Regions from separate parts of the Pan troglodytes genome. Here region 2 is linked to region 1. Evidence: chromatin contacts called from public Hi-C data. All regions are on one chromosome and are shown on one strand. The core of a region is the stretch at or near the end of the contact, and the rest is flanking DNA. Distances in the headings are between cores, read along the strand shown. Region 1 holds the start of HIP1 (huntingtin interacting protein 1). Region 2 overlaps HIP1 (huntingtin interacting protein 1).

Evidence for each region. A called contact is a pair of places that touch in the nucleus more often than the background predicts.
Region 2: a contact with region 1 is called in a Hi-C map of stem cell-derived neural progenitor cells, with 1.8 times the contacts expected there. The contact joins the enhancer-like site here to the promoter of HIP1 in region 1. A contact is called at or near these places in 1 of 7 Hi-C or Micro-C datasets (stem cell-derived neural progenitor cells) and 1 of 1 datasets of contacts at active chromatin or transcription factors (stem cell-derived excitatory neurons).

What each region holds. Positions count from the first base shown.
Region 1 is chr6:85,748,792-85,752,431 of NHGRI_mPanTro3-v2.0_pri, forward strand. It overlaps HIP1 (huntingtin interacting protein 1), which reads left to right and starts at 1,261. Exons shown (of 31, transcript NM_001428067.1): 1 at 1,261-1,445. The coding sequence starts at 1,326.
Region 2 is chr6:85,836,009-85,839,807 of NHGRI_mPanTro3-v2.0_pri, forward strand. The region is part of intron 1 of HIP1 (huntingtin interacting protein 1); the gene reads left to right. Among named protein-coding and RNA genes, the nearest start is that of HIP1, 88 kb to the left of the region's middle. Within about 2 kb of position 1,308, at least 11 of the 24 cell types and tissues checked have an H3K27ac peak or open chromatin away from gene starts, as enhancers often do. A contact at or near this core is called in stem cell-derived neural progenitor cells, where this site is marked.

The DNA.
Region 1 (3,640 bases), core at 11-2,510:
AGTACTTTGGGAGGCCAAGGTGGGAGGCTTGCTTGAGGCCACGAGTTCGAGACCAGTCTGGGCAACATAGAAAGACTCCATCTCTGCAAAAAAGATAGCCAGGCTTGGTGGCGTGCATCTGTAGTCCCAGCTACTCGAGAGGCCGAGGCAGGAAAATCGCTAGGACCCAGGAGCTCAAGGTCCCAGTGTGTTACGATCTGCACTCCAGCCTGGGCGACAGAGGGAGACTGACTCCAAATGAAACCAAAAAACAAACAAACAAACAAACAAACAAAAACAAAAACACACCTAAATTGGAGTTTAACGGAAAACTTTTAACTTTCTCCAGCACTCCTGCTAAGCATCACACTTCTCTCTGCTTGCTGGTACCCTGGCTGACGTCTGAGCAGGATGGGACGCGCGGCTCAGAGCCTAAGATAAACCGAAAGTGTCTACAGGGCTTTCTACCAACAAATAAGCTCTGACGGGTTCCTTTGATGAGGTTTGGGAGGCAGGTCCCGGGAGGTGCCCGCGGACTCAGCCCCGAACTCCGGGACCTGGGCTCTGCGATCCTTGCAGAGGGCATGGGCAGGGGCAGAATGGAGAAGTGCAGGACGGGGAAGCCTGGGAGCTGGGTGGGGGCGGCCACCCATTGAGCCGGATCCGGCCAGGCGCCCACGCTGCGCCCCGCCCGCGGGGCTGCGCTTTCCCGGGCTGCGGCCGCAGAGCTGGTCAGTCCGGCGCTCCCGGGTCCCAGGCCCGGAAGGAGCTAACGGGCTATTCGCAGGCGGGCTGGGATTCCCCCGGGGGAGGCCCCACTGCCCGGCCCGCGTCTCCACGGGCCGTCGCGGGATAGCCCCCTGCAGGAGCGGGCAGGGTAGTGGGCGGCGCTTGGCGGAGGGCAGCACGCTCGGGGCGCGCGGGGACCGCGGCCGAGGGGAGGAGAGGCCGGCGCGCGGGCGGGGGCGGGGCGAGCGAGGGCATATCAGGGCAGCCCGCCCAGGCCACGCCCCATCCAGGCCTCGCCCCGTCCGCACACCGCCCCGGCCCTGCCTAGAACGGCGGGACCACGGTGACTGACAGGACTCCAGACCAGTCACCACGCGTCTCGAGGCCCCGAGAGGCTAGTCGGGGCCGAGCCAGCGGAGGGGCTCCTGAAGGGGCGGGGGCGGGCGGGGAAGCCTTTCGGCGAGGGGCGGGGTCTCGGGAAGACTGGCAGAACTCACAGCCAATGGCAGGGGGGAGCCGTCCCGTTAGCACCGGATCCCCGCGGGTAGGGCGGGGCGGGCGGCGCCGTGGGGATCCCGGGGCAGCCGAGGGCCCCTGACTCGGCTCCTCGCGGCGACATGGATCGGATGGCCAGCTCCATGAAGCAGGTGCCCAACCCACTGCCCAAGGTGCTGAGCCGGCGCGGGGTCGGCGCTGGGCTGGAGGCGGCGGAGCGCGAGAGCTTCGAGCGGACTCAGGTGAGGACGGGGGACTCCGGGGCATCCCTGGGGCACCCTGAGGGACGCGGTGTCCGGGAGGGGCTTTGAAGGGAGTAGGAGTCTTGCAGGCCCCAGTTGAAGACGGGGCGAGGGTGTAGTGAGCGGGGGCATTGACGTGCAGATCTGGGCGATCCCAGGAAGGTCGGGGACCCCAGGGTACCCCAGCTGGCCTGGGGAGAAGGGCAGAGGCGGGCTCGGAGGAGATGGCAGGATGCGTGGCCAAGAGGAGCCTGATCGGCTGGGTACCGGGCAGGAGTCCCAAGATGAGGTGAGAGGGGAAGGAACTGAAAAGGGGCGGAATGGAAGGGTTGCCCCTAAACAAGGGAAGCGCACGGGAGCCACTTGGAGGCTCAAGTGTGGGGGCGGAGAGTGGGGGCGCCGGGCTGGGAATGTGAAGGGTGAGGGGACCTCTCTTCCCCTCCGATCACTTCTTGGTTGCATTGACATCCCTTCCCACCCCCCACCCCTTAGCATCCCCCTTTCTCGATGCCTCTTGCTTGGCTCTGGCCAGCCCCAGCTGTCAGCTCTGAGGCCGGGCGGAAGGGGTCGGAGCAGGGAAAAGGAATGTAGGAAATGCAAAGTGTGGCCACTTTGTGGAAAAATTACTTTGGGGGCTAAAGTGGAGACCATGGTGCCCCTGAGCCCTGACTTGGGGTCTTGGTTTTATCCCCCAAGATGTGCCTGACAGCTAATAGGCAGACTGCCCTATTTGTCCTGCCTGACCAGGGCTTGGGGCCAAAATTCCTCAGTGTCATCAACAAAAAGCCACAATCCATTTTTATCTCCGAGTTTTTAATGCCTGGTGTATTGATTGGGCTGAATTAAGCTGACATGTTGTTGGTGTTCATCAGTTCATTTGTATGTAAAATCCATTTCAAAGAGTACAACGCTTCTTTTAATCCCAGTGCCAATGCTGGAGGGGCAGATTTCTTCTACACTCTTGTGCTCAGAGTGGAACCTTTGAAGATCCATTTGGGTCTCCCTCTCCAGAGGCTGGTCCCCTGATGTGTTATGCGAGGAATACTTCCCCCAAACACAGTTGGAGGGAAAGGGCTTTGGGATTTTAGTTAGAAAAGACAGTGAGAATCTGACTGAAGGTTCTGTATATGGAATCTTTCAAAGAATAGAGCTTTTGGCCGGGCGCGGTACCTCACACCTGTAATCCCAGCACTTTGGGAGGCCGAGGCGCGTGGATCACCTGACGTCAGGAGTTTGAGACCAGCCTGGCCAACATGGTGAAACCCTGTCTCTACTAAAAATACAAAAAATTAGCTGGGCGTGGTTGCAGACGCTTGTAATCCCAGCTACTTGGGAGGCTGAGGCCAGAAGAATTGCTTGAATCTGGGAGGTGAAGGTTGCAGTGAGCCGAGATGGCGCCACTGCACTCCAGCCTGGGCAACAAGAGCGAAACTCCGTCTCAAAATAATAATAATAAAAAAGAATAAAGCTTTTCACCCCCAGAGGACTTCATCCCCTCTTCTTATTCTGAAAACCTTTGGCCCCCCACCTGGGCAACATAGTGCGACCCTGTCTCTACAAAAAATAAAAAAATTAGGCTGGGTGCATTAGCTTACACCTGTAATCCCCATACTTTGGGAGGCCAAGGTGGGAGGATCACTTGATCCCAGGAGTTCGATACCTGCCTGGACAACACACTGAGATCCCGCCTCTATTTTGAAAAAATTTTAAAATTATCCTCGTGTGGTGGCATACACCTATAGTCCCAGCTGTTTGAGAGGCTGAGGCATGAGGGTCACTTGAGCCAGGAGGCTGAGGCTGCAGTGGGCTATGATCGTGCCACTGCACTCCAGCCTGGGTGACAGAGTGAGACGCTATCTCTACAAAAAAGTGAAAAAAAGAAAGAAAACCGTGTGCAGGTGTGTCTGGATGGTGTGAAGCAGTGGGACCCTGTCTCTACAAAAAAAAAAAAAGAAAAAGAAAAAAAGAAAGTGCCTCCATGCAGGTGTGTCTGGATGGTGTGAAGCAGGGAGTCTTCTCTACCTGGTTATCCTACCCCAGGAGGGAAGTGGGAAATGGTCATTTCACTTCTGCCTCCCAGGATCCAGCTAGGTTTGAGGCTTGTTCTCTGGTTTCATGGACCCGACCCCTGAAAAGAAGGAAGTTTTCCATTGGTCTTGGATGTTAGTGCCTCTGCTAGCTGCCTAGTTACATGA
Region 2 (3,799 bases), core at 58-2,557, 87 kb after region 1:
AGAATCTTGGGATGTTTTTACAGTGTGGAGGATCCTTCTTTTTTTTTTTTTTTTTTTTTTTGAGATACGGAGTCTCACTCTGTCACCCAGGCTGGAATGCAGTGGCACAATCTTGGCTCACTGCAACCTCCACCTCCCGGGTTCAAGCGATTCTTCTGCCTCAGCCTCCCGAGTAGCTGGGACTATAGGTGCCCACTACCATGCCTGGCTAATTTTTGTATTTTTAGTAGAGACGGTGGTTTCACCATATTGACCAGGCTGGTCTCGAACTCCTGACCTCGTGATCGGCCTGCCTCTGCCTCCCAAAGTGCTGGGATTACAGGTGTGAGCCACTGTGCCTGGCCTCAGGTCTTTGAAGACCCTCTCACCCTCGCCCGTTTTCATGCGGACTGAGTCCCCCCATGCCCCTCCCTCCTCCTGTGTGGGCAGCTGTCTCTTGCTAAATGGCTTTGGTTGCAGAGCTCATGTCGTGGCTCTCAAAAAGAAATGTGTGGGATGAATAAGCACCTAACAATAACCCAGAATCAGTTTTTTTGTGTGGTGGGGAGAGGGCTGTGTTTTCCTTTCTCTTCCCTCTTCTCCCTCCCTCTGCCCCCAAGGCCAGTAAATTGCTGCTGGCTCACAGCCGGGCCAAGCTGGCTTCCTGTAAGCCGTGATAACATGGAATTAGCTTGGCTGCCACCCTCCCCAGGGCGGGGACACCAGCTCTGAGCCACTACAGGCGACTCTGAGCTGGTACTTCCTGCCCTCAGCCTGGTCCATGCTTCTGGGACACTGCTTTGGAGATAACTGGGCAGAGCTGGGTGTGGTGGCTCACGCCTGTAATCCCAGCACCTTGGGAGGCCGAGGAGTTTGAGACCAGTCTGGCCAACATGGTGAAACCCCGTCTCTACTAAAAATACACAAATTAGATGGGCGTGGTGGTGTGGGCCTGTAATTCCAGCAACTTGGGAGGCTAAAACAGGAAAATCGCTTGAACCCAGGAGGTAGAGGTTTCAATGAGCCAAGATCGCACCATTGCACTCCAGCCTGGGTGACAGAGGGAGACTCTGTCTCAAAAAAAAAAAAAAAAAAAAAAAAGATAACTGGGCAGAGACACATCCCTGGACTTGTCCTCCAGCGGAGAAGCAGTGGAAAAACCTCTCCCCAGTACAAGGCTGGCAGCTCCTGAACTGGGCCATTAAGGGTGCTCCAAATTACCACTTACAGGGAGGAGCTGGCGGGCAGGGGCAGAGAGCTCTGGCAGCCTGGGGCACCCTTGAGGCGAGGTTTCCAGGCTGTTTGCTGACTCAGGGACTTGGCTGAGTGGCTCCCGTCTGTCCTGGTGCCTCTAAAAGGCCCTCTGACCCCTGCTGGCCACCCGCAGCCTGCCTGGAGAGGCTTTAGAAATTCGGCAGATCTTTGCTTCCCAGAACCCGCCAGCTAATCATGGGATCCTAAGACCAAGCCAGGTGTTTTTCTTAGGGGGTCTATCTTGCAGAATGGTTAGGCTCTGGGGGTGCACCTGGCATCTCCATATAGCTCAGCCACGCTTGAAGTCACCCTTTCCCCTGTGATGTCAAATCTGTGGAAAGGGACCATGGACACCTGTGTTTAATATGGGGGGAACAGCAGTGTCAGGAGGAAAAACAGGTCTATTAATATCAGATGCAAAGCGTTCAGAGGTCTCCGCCTATGCTGAACTTTTGGCCAAGGGATGGAAAATTCCAGGTGGGAGCTTGGAAATTCCCCATGTAGGAGAAGCAGTAAGGGAAGTGCCACACTTCCTTGCTTCCTGCAGCCCTCAGCTTCAGCCAAGACCAGGCCGGGGGTTCCTGAGTCCTGGCTGTGGTTGTTCAGTTGTTCATAGTCTTGGCTACACATCACAGCCTCCTGGGGGAGGTTTAAAGTTCTGATGCCCAGGCTGATCCCAGACCCATTACATCAGAATCCCTGGGGCGGGGCCCAGGCTTCCCAGGTAATTGGAGTGTGCAGCTGGGGTGAAGAACCGCAGCTGGCAATAACAACCTCTGTTTTCCTCCACCCTCTGTCTGGCTCCTTTATTTTTGCCCTCTCAGATTCAGAGGTAGGTATGGCTGTGCATAGTGGGTGCTTGGAAAATAGTGTTCAGGGTCATTGCTGCTACTACTGCTAATAGTAATTTAGGTTCACTCAAAGGGCGAGGAGCATTGGAAAAGTGCTTTGCTATGATTTCATTTAAAAATGTTCCAGACCAGCTGCAGTGGCTCACGCCTGTAATCCCAGCACTTTGGGAGGCCAAGGCAGGCTGATCATCTGAGGTCGGGAGTTTGAGACTAGCCTGACCAACATGGAGAAACCCTGTCTCTACTAAAAATACAAAATTAGCTGGGTGTGGTGGCATATGCCTATAATCCCAGCTACTCGGGAGGCTGAGGCAGGAGAATTGCTTGAACCCGGGAGGCGGAGTTTGCGGTGAGCCGGAATCATGCCATTGCACTCCAGCCTGGGTAACAAGAGCAAGACTCTGTCTTAAAAAAAAAAAAAAAGTTCCTAGCCTGGACAACTCAGTGAGACCCCATCTCTAAGAAAAAAATAAAAAATAGCCAGTCATGGTGGCATGCACCTGTAGTCCCAGTGAGACCAGGTCTCACTATGTTGCCCGGACTGGCCTCAAACTCCTGAGCTCAAGCAATCCTCCCATCTTGGCCTCCCAAAGTGTTGGGATTACAGGCCTGAGTCACTGAACCTGACCCTGATTCCTCTTAATGTCCCCACTGCCTCCCATTCCCAGGGTCTGCTCTCTGGGCAGGCTGTCTCTGTGCCGCCTTCCTTCCCACAGCACGTCTCATGTCTCTCCTTGCCCCCTTCTTGAAGCCATGGCCCCAATTCAGGCTTCTGTCTTCCTGGCTCACCTCTGCAGCCCCTGACTTCCGGCAGCTTAGGGGGTCTATCTTGCAGAATGGAAAGGTTCTGGGGGTGCACCTGGCATCCGCATATGGCTCAGCCGTGCTTGAAGTCACCCTTTCCCCTGTGACGTCAAATCTGTGGAAAGGGACCATGGACACCTGTGTTTAATATCGGGGCAACAGCAGTGTCAGGAGGAAAAACAGATCTAGTAATATCAGGGGCAGAGTGTTCAGAGGTCTCCGCTGAATCTACAGGGAGAGGGACCATAGGAGCCATGCTTTGAGGCTTGATGCTCCTCCATGACCCCGCCCAGTGACTCCAACCAGCCCCAGCTACTCCAACCAGCCTCATCTACTCCAACCAGCCCCAGCTACTCCAATCAGCCCCAACTACTCCAACGAGCCCCAGCTACTCCAACCAGCCCCAACTACTCCAACCAGCTCCAGCTACTCCAACTAGTCCCAGCTACTTCAACCACTCTCAGCTACTCCATCCAGCCCTCAGCTACTCCAACCAGCCCCAGCTACTCCAACCAGCCCCAGCTACCCCAGCCAGCCTCAGCTGGAGCTCCGAAAGCCAAGAAGTGCCCAGTGCTTTGCACCTGAGTCTGTCTTTGCCTGGCTGGCCAGCATACCCCTCCCTGCATAGCAGCCTGTGCTGGCTTTCTGTGGCCTACACAGGAGGGCCTAAGGGGTCTAGCTGGAACTCCCTGCCCGGCTGGAACTCCCTCACCCTCCCTGTGTATCTGCTCAGTGAGATGGCTCTGCTTCCAGCATAGAACTCACCTGGTTCACACCACGCCTCACACTTGGTCACACTGCCACTCGTGTTCAGTCCCACTGCCCCACCTCTTCAAGCACACTGCACCCTGATCTTCCCCTTCACAGCTCCGTCCACATGTGCAAGTGCATGGTGCCTCCCTAAATGGGGA